Regions from separate parts of the Mus musculus genome. Here region 2 is linked to region 1. The links are chromatin contacts, called in public Hi-C maps. All regions are on one chromosome and are shown on one strand. Each heading gives the region's core, a stretch centred on a gene start, on an enhancer-like site or on the middle of the called end of the contact. The rest is flanking DNA. Distances are from core to core; before and after follow the strand shown. Region 1 holds the start of Hand1 (heart and neural crest derivatives expressed 1). Region 2 overlaps Gm33078 (a long non-coding RNA gene).

What was found. Hi-C and Micro-C count contacts between places; a contact is called where the count stands out from the background.
Region 2: a contact with region 1 is called in a Hi-C map of trophoblast stem cells, with 4 times the contacts expected there. The contact joins the enhancer-like site here to the promoter of Hand1 in region 1. A contact is called at or near these places in 21 of 39 promoter capture datasets (the 3T3-L1 cell line, 3T3-L1-derived adipocytes, the C10 cell line and 11 more), 5 of 15 datasets of contacts at CTCF or cohesin (embryonic stem cells and large pre-B cells), 84 of 484 Hi-C or Micro-C datasets (the 63-12 cell line, 8-cell embryo, B cells and 30 more), 31 of 115 datasets of contacts at active chromatin or transcription factors (the 230-238 cell line, CD8 T cells, the SCID.adh cell line and 18 more) and 4 of 9 other capture datasets (adipose tissue, embryonic stem cells, liver and 1 more).

The regions. Positions count from the first base shown.
Region 1 is chr11:57,829,221-57,834,607 of GRCm38.p6, forward strand. Hand1 (heart and neural crest derivatives expressed 1) reads right to left here and starts at 2,927. Exons shown (of 2, transcript NM_008213.2): 1 at 2,024-2,927; 2 at 1-486. The coding sequence starts at 2,566. The coding sequence ends at 379. It overlaps Gm32915 (a long non-coding RNA gene), which reads left to right and starts at 2,888. Exons shown (of 3, transcript XR_003949681.1): 1 at 2,888-4,281.
Region 2 is chr11:57,916,630-57,921,717 of GRCm38.p6, forward strand. The region is part of intron 3 of Gm33078 (a long non-coding RNA gene); the gene reads left to right. Among named protein-coding and RNA genes, the nearest start is that of Gm33078, 7.4 kb to the left of the region's middle. Within about 2 kb of position 1,537, at least 18 of the 459 cell types and tissues checked have an H3K27ac peak or open chromatin away from gene starts, as enhancers often do. A contact at or near this core is called in the HL-1 cell line, the N1E-115 cell line, craniofacial prominence and 2 more, where this site is marked.

The DNA.
Region 1 (5,387 bases), core at 1,677-4,176:
CGAGAGAGCGAGCCAGAGAGCGGCGCGACCATGGCTTTTGGGGTTGAGTTCCACCCAGATGGGTTGGAAGGGTGTGTCTTCGGGGGCTTGGTCTTCTCCAGTCCCATCTTGAGTCGAGCCTTCAAGAGCCGCCCTCGGCGGGAAGTGAACATATATAAAAATTTCTCTTTCTCTTATGTATTAACAAATTCAAATGACATTGCACGTGCGATCCTAGTGGGTAGTTGCAACCGCCGACCCTCCGGTGCTCCGCAGAGACTGGGCGAAACGCGCGCGGGCACCGGGAGACCCGCCGTAGCCGCTGCGTCCTTTCCTCTCCTCTCCACGTAGCCAGGTGGGCCAGCCTCGGCCGGGTTCTCCGGCGGCGTTGGCCTGGTCTCACTGGTTTAGCTCCAGCGCCCAGACTTGCTGAGGCCAGCCGGTGCGCCCTTTAATCCTCTTCTCGCCGGGCCCCGAGGCAGGAGGGAAGCTTTCGGGCTGCTGAGGCTGTCAATGGACACAAACAAACAAACAGAAGGCGAGAAAGTCAGGTTTAAGTTATTCAGTTCGGTCCCGCCGGCTTGGAGGGGAGTTTGGGGAACGGGTTGGGAGCAGTAACTGGGCGTCCTTAACTAAGTGACAGATGTCTGTTTGTTGAACCACACAATCAGGATTATAAATCTGCCTTTATGCTCTGAGTTCCTGGGGTCCGGGATGGTCTGACCAGCTTGGAGAGGTTTACTATTGAGAATTAGACAAGTCTGGGTAAACTGAATCTAGCTTTAAGGCGTCTTGGGCAGAGGAAGCCAGCATCACAGAGGCCTGGTGTGGGAAGGGTGGGAATAGTAACCCAGTCGGTATATATCTCGTTCCAGGTTATCAGCCTGGCGTAGGATCTTGGCTTGGATGCAAGTTGGGTGCTGGCTAGTACCAGTGCTGGGAGCCTCCCTCACTACCTAGGGAGGAAAGAATTGGCCTGGCCGCCACAGTCTGGGCCCATCTCTCTAGCAGGAACCCAGTGCGGTTGTTACTTGCAAGTAGTGCCCTTCCAGGACCAGGATTGGCCCTAGAACCGCTTCCACAAGGTGCTCCTCCCTCCCGCCCCACATCCCCAGCCCAGGCCTCAGGCGGCTGAGGCTGGGAGTCTGTCTTTCCGGTGGCTCCAGGTAAGCCAGCCCTACTTTGCCACAGACCCCGAGGGTCAGATAAAAGCCACCGAGCTCCCCAGTCCACACTGCTGTGTCTAGGCCTGAGCCTACCAAACAGGGGGAACTCTGGCGGCCAGAAGTCCCACCGCCCCTAGGTGGAAGATCACTCAAACTGGAGAAGACCCAAAAAGGCTGACTAGGCAAGCGCAAAGGCCAAAGCCCTTCCTGTTTGTTGCATCCAAAGCCTTGAGATTGTCTAGCCCATCACCCTGTCCCAGACTAGATCCAGACTAGGAGCAGACTAGACCCAGCCTTGAGCTGCCTTTCCACCCCACTTTTCCCTCCAGTGGTCTACTGTTTCTCCAATTAGTACATTAATTGAGGTAAATAATCCTTTCCAATAAACCCATGGGAATCGAGTAATTCAGATATTCATAATTAAGCAAATGAAAGAATGAAGCCTCGACTTGTATTGGGTTTTTGTGTTTGGGTTTTTTGTTTTGTTTTGTTGCTTTAAAAACTGTTTTGGGAGAACATCACACGTCAGTGCAGTATTTAAGTCATTTCCTACTTTCATTCTCAACCTGGCTTCCAGAAGGGCCCAGGGAAGACTCAAAACACCTTCAGATTTAAAACAAACTATAATATAGAATATAGCCCCTTCTTGGAAGCCCAAGGTTTTCAATTCATCTTGTAAGGCCCTACGATCACTTTTAAAAAGCAAAATTCTATGTTCACTCAGCAATGACTGTGCACACAATGGCAGACTGTGTCGACCTCAGAACTCTCCCTAGTCTTTCAGAGTCCCACCCAGAACACAGCTCAGTGTTTGCAGGCCTGTTCTTACTTACCCCAGCCCGCACCCTTAGCTGGAACTTATAAGCCCCGGGACTCACCAACTCCCTTTTCCGCTTGCTTTCGCGACCACCATCCGTCTTTTTGAGTTCAGCCTTGAAGGCCTCGGGGTCACCTGCTTGTGCATCCTTGGCCAGCACGTCCATCAAGTAGGCGATGTAACTGGTAGCCAGGCGCAGAGTCTTGATCTTGGAGAGCTTGGTGTCGGCGGGCACATTGGGGATGCACTCACGCAGCTCCGCGAACGCGCTGTTAATGCTCTCTGTGCGTCTCCTCTCCTTCTTGGGTCCTGAGCCTTTTCGTTTGGGCAGGCGGCTTCCAAGAGCCTCCAGCCGACCTGGGCTCTGACTCGGCCTGGCATCGGGACCATAGGCAGCCGCTGCTACTGCGGTGGTAGGTGGTGGCCCGCCGGCAGGGAAATCTGGGGCAGCATCAGCCGGGCTCAGCAGCCAGCTCTGGAAGTAAGGCCGCTCCTGGTGGCAACGCGAGGCCGGGCCAAACAGGAAGGGTTCGTGGAGCATGGGGTGCGGCGGGTGTGAGTGGTGATGATGGTGATGATGTGCGTAGCTGCCCACGAGGTTCATGTTGGAGAGGCTCCTGGCCTGTGCTGTCAGCCCAATTAGCACCGCCCCATGCGCCCCACAGAAGGGGGTCACCGTGGGCTCCAGAGGCAGCGAACTGGCTGGGGTTTGGAGAGTCCTGAGCGAGCAAGGCTGGAGATGACACGAAGGACCTGCCGACCTCTTGAAGGTTTCTGTAGGCAACGAGGGAGAAGGGTTCAGACGTCCAAAGACCGGGTTTAACCCTTCTGCGGACTTGCCACCAGGATCCTGCTTATATAAGGCCTCGGCTTTGATGTCAACCTCTAGCCGGAGCCAATGGCAGGAGGAGGGAAGGGGGTGGCGGTCCCAAGTTTTATGCTCAGCAAGCGCCACACAATTCTAAGCTGACCACAGGGACTGAAAACCCGCCCCGCCTATGTCCCTCCCCTCTCCCAGTTCCCCTCCTGGAAGGGCGGGGGCTACGAACTTGAGGCCAGGCCTGCTCACTCCCTGTACTGAACCTACCACCCTTTCTTCATGGATCCAAGGAAAGGATTCTAGAATTATCCCTTGAAAACAGACAGAGCCTCATCAACACACACACACACACACACACACACACACACACACACACACACACACACACACACACTTGATTTCACAGATAGGGAAACTGAGGACCAGAACAAATTGTTGTTTTTAGGCCTGAAATTCAGAATAGGATATGCAGCATTCCTGAACCCGAACTGCTCATCGTGGGAGCCTGAAGGCCATTGGGCCCAGCAGGGAAGTAGGCTAGGCCCTAACACCTATAGCCCCACCTTTAGGTCCCCTGCTTCAGGCAGGACCTGGAGCTGCTGCCCAACAAGGTGGTCTCCTGAGATCCAGTTCTCGCCCAGCTGCGGACTTCCAGAAGAGCCTTCAGAGGCCGAGGTGGAAGTGGGAGGGAAAGGGAGCGGGGCTTCCAGCTCTTGGGCACTGACCAGTTTGTTCCGGGCTTGGGGGTTGGGGGTGGAGACGGTGGCTGATCTCTGCTCCTCTAGCCTCTCAGGCGCCTGGTTCGGTGTAAACGCCGGCAGGCTGAGCTGGTGGCGAGGCAGCCTGGCGGCGCCTTGGCCCCAAGGCATCTCTGTGGCAGGACTCCCCGGTGTCTTCGGAAGATTCGCACGTAGGGCTAAGGAGCCGGCGACTGCTGGGCTGCTCACTCCATCTGGCTCGCCACCTGCATGAAAATCTTTGATCCTATAAAGATACTTCCACTGAGGCTCACACTGGAAGAAACCAGCCCACCCCCACCCCTGATATCCACGGAGAAACAGCCTAGGCGCTTCACACTCACTCTGCTGAGGCAGGGAATATCTGTGCAACCTTGTGTTGCTCCCCATCAGCCTAGATTCTCCAAGGTGGGATTCCACAAAGAGATGGCTTTCCAAGAGTTGATAAGAACGTGGGAGACCAGGCTTTTAAGCTTGAAACTCTGGGTCTTCTTCATCTTTTCATTAAGGTCCCTGTCCCTAGGACCCCCTCCATCCTCACCAACATTTCTGGTCTCGCTCCTTCCCTAGGTGGGCTTGTGCCTATCAAATGTCAGTTAAGGGGGGAAATGAGATGATGTCAAATTCTTTTTAATTCGCTTCTGATCCAGCCACTCGAAAGTTGCTCGCTGAGGCCCAGCTTGTGTAAGACAATTACCAGGCAGGGACAGTGGGAGAGAGGCCACCGTGCGCAGACGGGATGTGAGGCCCAGTAGCAAGTGGGTAAGTGAAAACGAATGTGGAGTAGGTCGTGGGCTCAACAGATGACAGTCCCTGTGTGTGAAATCCTAGGAATGTGTGCGAATTGTGATTTCTGCGTGTCTGTGAGAGTAATCTCGCTTTGAGGCGTGGATGGAAGCTCAGTCGCTGAGGTCTGAGCCCCAAGGTCCCACCTGTGAGAACTGGTTGTGCAAGAGATTGTGAGCGGCAGTGGAAAGAGATCCGGAGAACCTCACTTTCCTGCCCCAGGCGAACTGGAAACCCGCTGCTTTTGCAGGCGCCTGGCGCCCGCAGCGCTGGGGTTGGGCTCAGCCAGGGGCCTGGGGAAGGCTCCCCGGGAAGGCGCCGGTTCCGCAGCTGCGCAGCTGCTCCGCGGGTTCTTGTGCCCTGCGGGTTGGGAGTCACTCTCAGAATGAGGGAACCTGGGTGGAAAGGGCCTGGATTCTCAAGACAGCACAGTTCTGACTCCAGCAGTCTTCATCCTGGACTCCATGACAGGTCCATACATATACACAGGCTCATCCCTTCGCCGGCACACACAAACACCGGCGTGGTGTTCTTACAGATGTCTTCCACCTTAGCAATAATACAGTGATATGGCATGTGTACACTAATGCAAGATCCACACATTCCTGGGATTATTTTCCCCTACAGGATGTCTGTCATCCTCTGAGTGGGTTACACATTGGAGCTTCCGATTTGGGTACTCAGGGATACACGAAGGTCAGTTTTATCAGAGGCTCACTGGATGTAGGGGTATACACATGTTCTCATAATATTTTTTAGTTACACTGAATTATTTGTGGGGGACACATGCGTGCTATAATGTGCGTGTGGAGGCCAGTTCTCTCCTTGCAGTACCTAAATCCTTGGGATTAAACTGAGGTGGCCAGCCTTGGTGACAAGCACCTTTGCCCACTGAGCCATCTTGCCAGACCACAAGCATTTATTTTATTTTAACTAATTAATTAATAACAGAGTCTCCTCCTGCCTCACTGAGTGATCTGGGATCTCAGGCAAGGAGGTCACCACCACCACACCCAGTTTCCCTTTGTACCCTTTTTCAAATTCTTCAGAGTTATATCCATAACACAAACTCTCAAAACCCC
Region 2 (5,088 bases), core at 287-2,786, 86 kb after region 1:
AAATCTCAGAAAAATAGCACAGAGCATAAGATTAAGCCTAAAATAAAACACTTTCCACCTCAAGGGGGTGATATACGCCTTTAACCTCAGCACTCAGAAGGCAGAGGCAGGCAGATCTCTACTGTGAGTTCCAGACACGCCTGCTATACAGAGTGAGGTCCAGGACAGCCAAAACTACACAGTAAAACCATGTCTTGGGGGGAAAAAACAAAAACAAACAAACAAAAAGAAAACAAAAACAGACAGCACTTTGTCTCTAGCGTTAGTCATGGAACCCAGGACAGTGTACAGTCAGAGCGGCCCTATGCCTGAGACACAGTGCCAGCTGCCAGCCTTGGTCTTGGTTTGTGTTTGGTTTTTAAGGTTTTGAGGGGTTTAGTGGGTTGTTGTTGTTTTTTTTTAAGACTTTCTTGTGTAACTCTGGCTAGCCTAGAACTCACTATGTAGACCAGGCTGGTCTCAACCTTAAGAGACCCACCCACCTCTGCCTCTTAAATGCTAGAATTAAGGGCATGTGCTACCATGCCTGGCTCTTTCATGTTTTATTTCATTTATTTACTTATTTATTGGTTTCTGAAGACAGGGTTTCTCTGTGTAGCCTTGGCTGGCCTGGAACTCACTCTACAGACTAGGCTGGCTTTGAACTTATGGAGATCCACTTGCCTCTCTCTCCCAAGTGCTGGGATTAAAGGCATATGCTACCACCATCCAGCCTTTTTGAAATCTGTAATTATTGATGTATGTATTAATATGTACGTGTGAGTGCAGGTGCCCAAGAAGTCCAAAAAAGGATGTCAGATCCCTGGATCCTTTTGACATGGGAGCTGGGAACCAACCGAACTCAGGTCCTGAGAGAGAGAGCAGAAAGCACTCTTGCTAAGCCATCACCAAGGCCCCACATTTGGTTCTTTGAGACAGGATCTTATGTAGTCCAGGCTGTCCTGGAACTCCTGAGTCCCCCGCCTCCATTGCTCAAGGCCTGAGATTGCCTGTGTACACCACCATGCCCTTCTGGTTTGGTGTTTTGTTTTGCTTTACTTTTTGATGGGGCAAGTTGTTGGTTTTGGGTAGTTTTGCTTTTTACATTTTTCTTACTTATTTGTTTATGTCATATGGTGTACGTGTGTGAAAGTGGGCATGTACACTCTAGGGCATGTGTCAGAGGACTCCTAGGAGGCCGTTCTCCCTTTCCACACAGAATTCTGAGATTCAAACTCAGGTTATCAGGCCTGTACCACAGCACTTTTACCCACTGAGCCATCTCTCTGGCCTTAATTTTTAGTTTTTTGAGACAGGGTCTTAAGCTCTAGCCCAGGCTAGCCCTGAACATGCTAAGTCAGCTGCTTCACCTTCCAGCTGCTGGACTACAGGTGTGAGTCATCACAGCTCGTCTGTTTGTTGGTTTTGCTTTATCTTTAATTTTAAATATGTGGTCAAAAAAGGTAAAAGGGGTTGGAGAGATGACTCAGTAGTTAAGAGTCCTTACTGCTCCTGCAGAGGACCACCACGCTTGTTGGGTGACTCACAGCCACTTGAAGCTCCAGTTCCAGGGTTCTAGTGCCCTCTTCTGGCATCTCAGGGATATCCAAACACCTGTGAGCGTACCCACAGACACACATGCGCACAAAGATAAAATTAAAATGTCCTTTAAAAAAAGAAAGCAGCAGGCAAAAGATTGCTGAAGCTCCGTTCACACCTAAAGCTTTTTTATTTTTTAATATTTATTTATTTTATGCATATGAGCACACTGTGGCTGTCTTCAGACACACCAGAAGAGGACATGGGATTCCATTCCAGATGGTTGTGAGCCACCATGTGGTTGCTGGGAATTGAACTCAGGACCTCTGGAAGAGCAGTCAGTGTTCTTACCCGCTGAGCCATTTCTCCAGCCCACACCTAAAACTTAAGAGCAAGCGGCTGTGATACCCAGGACTTCTGCCTGCAGCTGTGGGTTGCTGCACACGGTCTCAGCCCTGAGGAGGTGGGAGAGAAGCATCCAACCAGCACTGGGACCGGAAGTGCTTCAAGAAGCTGCCAGTGTCTGGAAAGGGAAAGGCGAACCCCACCCGCCATCTTTACTCAGTTCTCCCCGCCACTTGTCACTTTCACTTAATCTTAGGACAAGTACCAGGATCACTTCTGGATGTGGATGCCGTGGCCTGGAATCCATTTCTGGAAACAGAGACTGTGTCATTGAATTACATGATACTCTTGCATGGCCAGCGAGCACGCGCCTGTGCGCTCACACATCCACTCAGCCCGAAGGCAGGACCCTCTCAGCAGGATCTGATTACACTGGCTTCACATCAGAATTACACGTGCAAATCGAATCCCACCGCAATCCCAGAGAGAAAGAGGCCCCTCCACGCTGACAGGAAAACAGAAAAGAGCTCAAGCTCCCTGGAGCGAGGCTCTCCCAGAACCTCCTTACAGCGCGACTATGAGAGCCACAGTTGAGTGCCTGTTGCTGGGCCCAGAACACAGGCCATACTTAGCAAATGTTTGATTAAATACATCATGGCGGGAAAAGGAAGACCAGCAATGGCCTGCTGCGGTTTAGAAAAGTGGTCCCCAAAGCCTTGTGTTGTTAAAGGCATGGTCCCAAGGAGGCACTATTGGGAGGTGGTGAGACCTTTATGTGGACCCTAGAGTGAGATCTTTGTCTGGGTTATGCATCCTTGAAAGGAGCTATACGACCCCAGCCCTCTCCACAGTCTCTAGGTTTCTTGGCAATAAGGTGAGAGGTTTTGTTCCATCATAAGCTCCCACCCTGTCAGGGTTCTACAGGAACCCTAGAAACGAGAGGTGGAAGAAATAGAGAGAAATGAGGGCTCTTACTAGTCACAAATGGCTGAGTGTAGCACGTGGTTGTGCTGAGAATCTTAGCATTAGATTCTAAGCCACAAAGCTGTGGAGTCCTTGACTAGAGGCAAACACCTGAGGAGTTTGTCTTCCCAACTGGCCCAGCATCTCCCTGAAGATGGTCATCCACCATCCTGAAGCCGTCCAACACAGTGAGGAGTGAGAAGACCCACCCTGGGCTTGGACCACAGCCTGTCTTCCTCACACGTGGTCCCATGGTGACCTTTATCCATCGCTCAAGACTGTAGACTGGGGCAGCTGTTGAGTTCTGTAAAAACAGCTTCCTACCCAATGTCACCAACTCCAAGCCTGCTTGGGACCAAGAAGAAAATTATCCCTTGTTATGGCACAAACTCCCAGGAAGTGGTGATGTCTGCATTTTCATCTGGTAAAAACTTATCCCAAGTTGTTCCCAATTTTTCAGTCTTGTAGCTGGAGGGAGGGGTTTCATATGCCCCCAAACACATGCAAAGTTGTTTGTTTGTTTGTTAAAGATTTACTTATTAGCCAGGTGTGGTGGCACACGCCTTTAGTCCCAGCACTCGGGAGGCAGAGGCAGGCAGATTTCTGAGTTTGAGGCCAGCCTGGTCTACAAAGTGAGTTCCAGGACAGCCAGGGCTATACAGAGAAACCCTGTCTCGAAAAAAATTTAAAAAAAAAAAAATTTACTTATTTATTTCATGTGTGTGGGTATATTGTCACTGCCTTCAGACACACCAGAAGGTGGCATCAGATGCACATTACAGATGGTTATCAGCCACCATGTGGTTGCTGGGAATTGAACTCAGAACCTCTGGAAGAACAGTCTTTACCACAGCTCTTTACCGCTTGGCCATCTCTCCAGCCCTGTTTGTTTGTTTTAAAGAAGAAGTGGAGTGATGGCTCAGCAGTTAAGAACACCTATTGTGCTTGTCAAGGACCCAAACCCATGTTTCTCAGCACCTATGTCAGGGAGTTCACAACTGCTTGTAACTCCAGCCCCCTCTTCTGGCCTCTCCAGGCACTGCATTAATGTGCACATATCCTCACACCCACACACATAATTAAAACCAAAATACGTATCAGGGCTAGTGAGATGGCTCAAAGGTTGAGAGATGTTGATGCTTTTAGACAGGACCCCAGTTTAGTGCCAAGGGTGCCTATCATGAGGTTCAGCATCATCTGTAATTCTGATGATTCTGGCTTCCTCGGGCTCCTGTATTCACGGGTATGTACCCACTTGCAAACAAACTTTTAAAATAAGTCCTAGACCAGGCATGGTGACAAACCCCTTACATCCTAGCACTTCTGGAGACAGAGACAGCTGTATTTCTGTGAGTATCAGGCAAGCCTGGTCTAGAGAGTTTAAGAACACCCAGAGCTACACACACACACACACACACACACACACACACACACACACAAATCCTATTAAAGTTATTTTAAGCTTCGATGCATGTATTTGTGTACTGTATTGCACAGGGGTGCTTCATACAGTTATATATGCTATGTTAAGAACAGTGTCTTCTTGATGCTGGTCCTATCTTCCTCTTACCTGGTTTTATCAACAAAATGTCCATGTGAGAAAAATTCCCATCTCTAAGAAAGAAATGCCAAGAACACAGGCTTAGGGTCAGGACAACAGAACTATCCCATGAAAAGGTCCTCCCTGGGACTCAGTTTCTCTATTTGCACAATGAGCCAGGTGATTTTTCAAGCACACACACCCATATAGGCTCCCTTCCCAGTGTTTCACACTCAACTTCCCCACACACACACACACACACTGCCACCACCATCAAAGACCCTCCATTTCACCTCGATGGTCCGTTTCCACTGAAGACAGGAAGCTGTCTGTCTCTCTAGTGCCCAGCACAGTGACAATAAGAATGCTCAAAGGAAGTAGGAGTGTAGAGGACCAGTGTAAACAGACCCTTCTCTGTCCTCCTCCTTGGCCTCCTCTTAGCCAGGGATGTCCCTCAGGCGCCAGGCTCCTCCCTCCTCCCTGCATCACCATGCCTACCTGTCCTCTTCCAGATGCTTTCAAGGCCAAGGACTCAGCTCAGAGAGGACCGGCAAGATGGGCTCCTCCAGACAGCCTAAGCCCTTACTATATACATCCTATGCCCACCATTCACGATAGACTCTTCCAAGTGGGCTGCCAGACAGTCTCTGTAGGAGAAAACACAAAATACACTGTGCCCCTCTCTCTCTCTCTCTGTGTGTGTGTGTGTGTGTGTGTGTGTG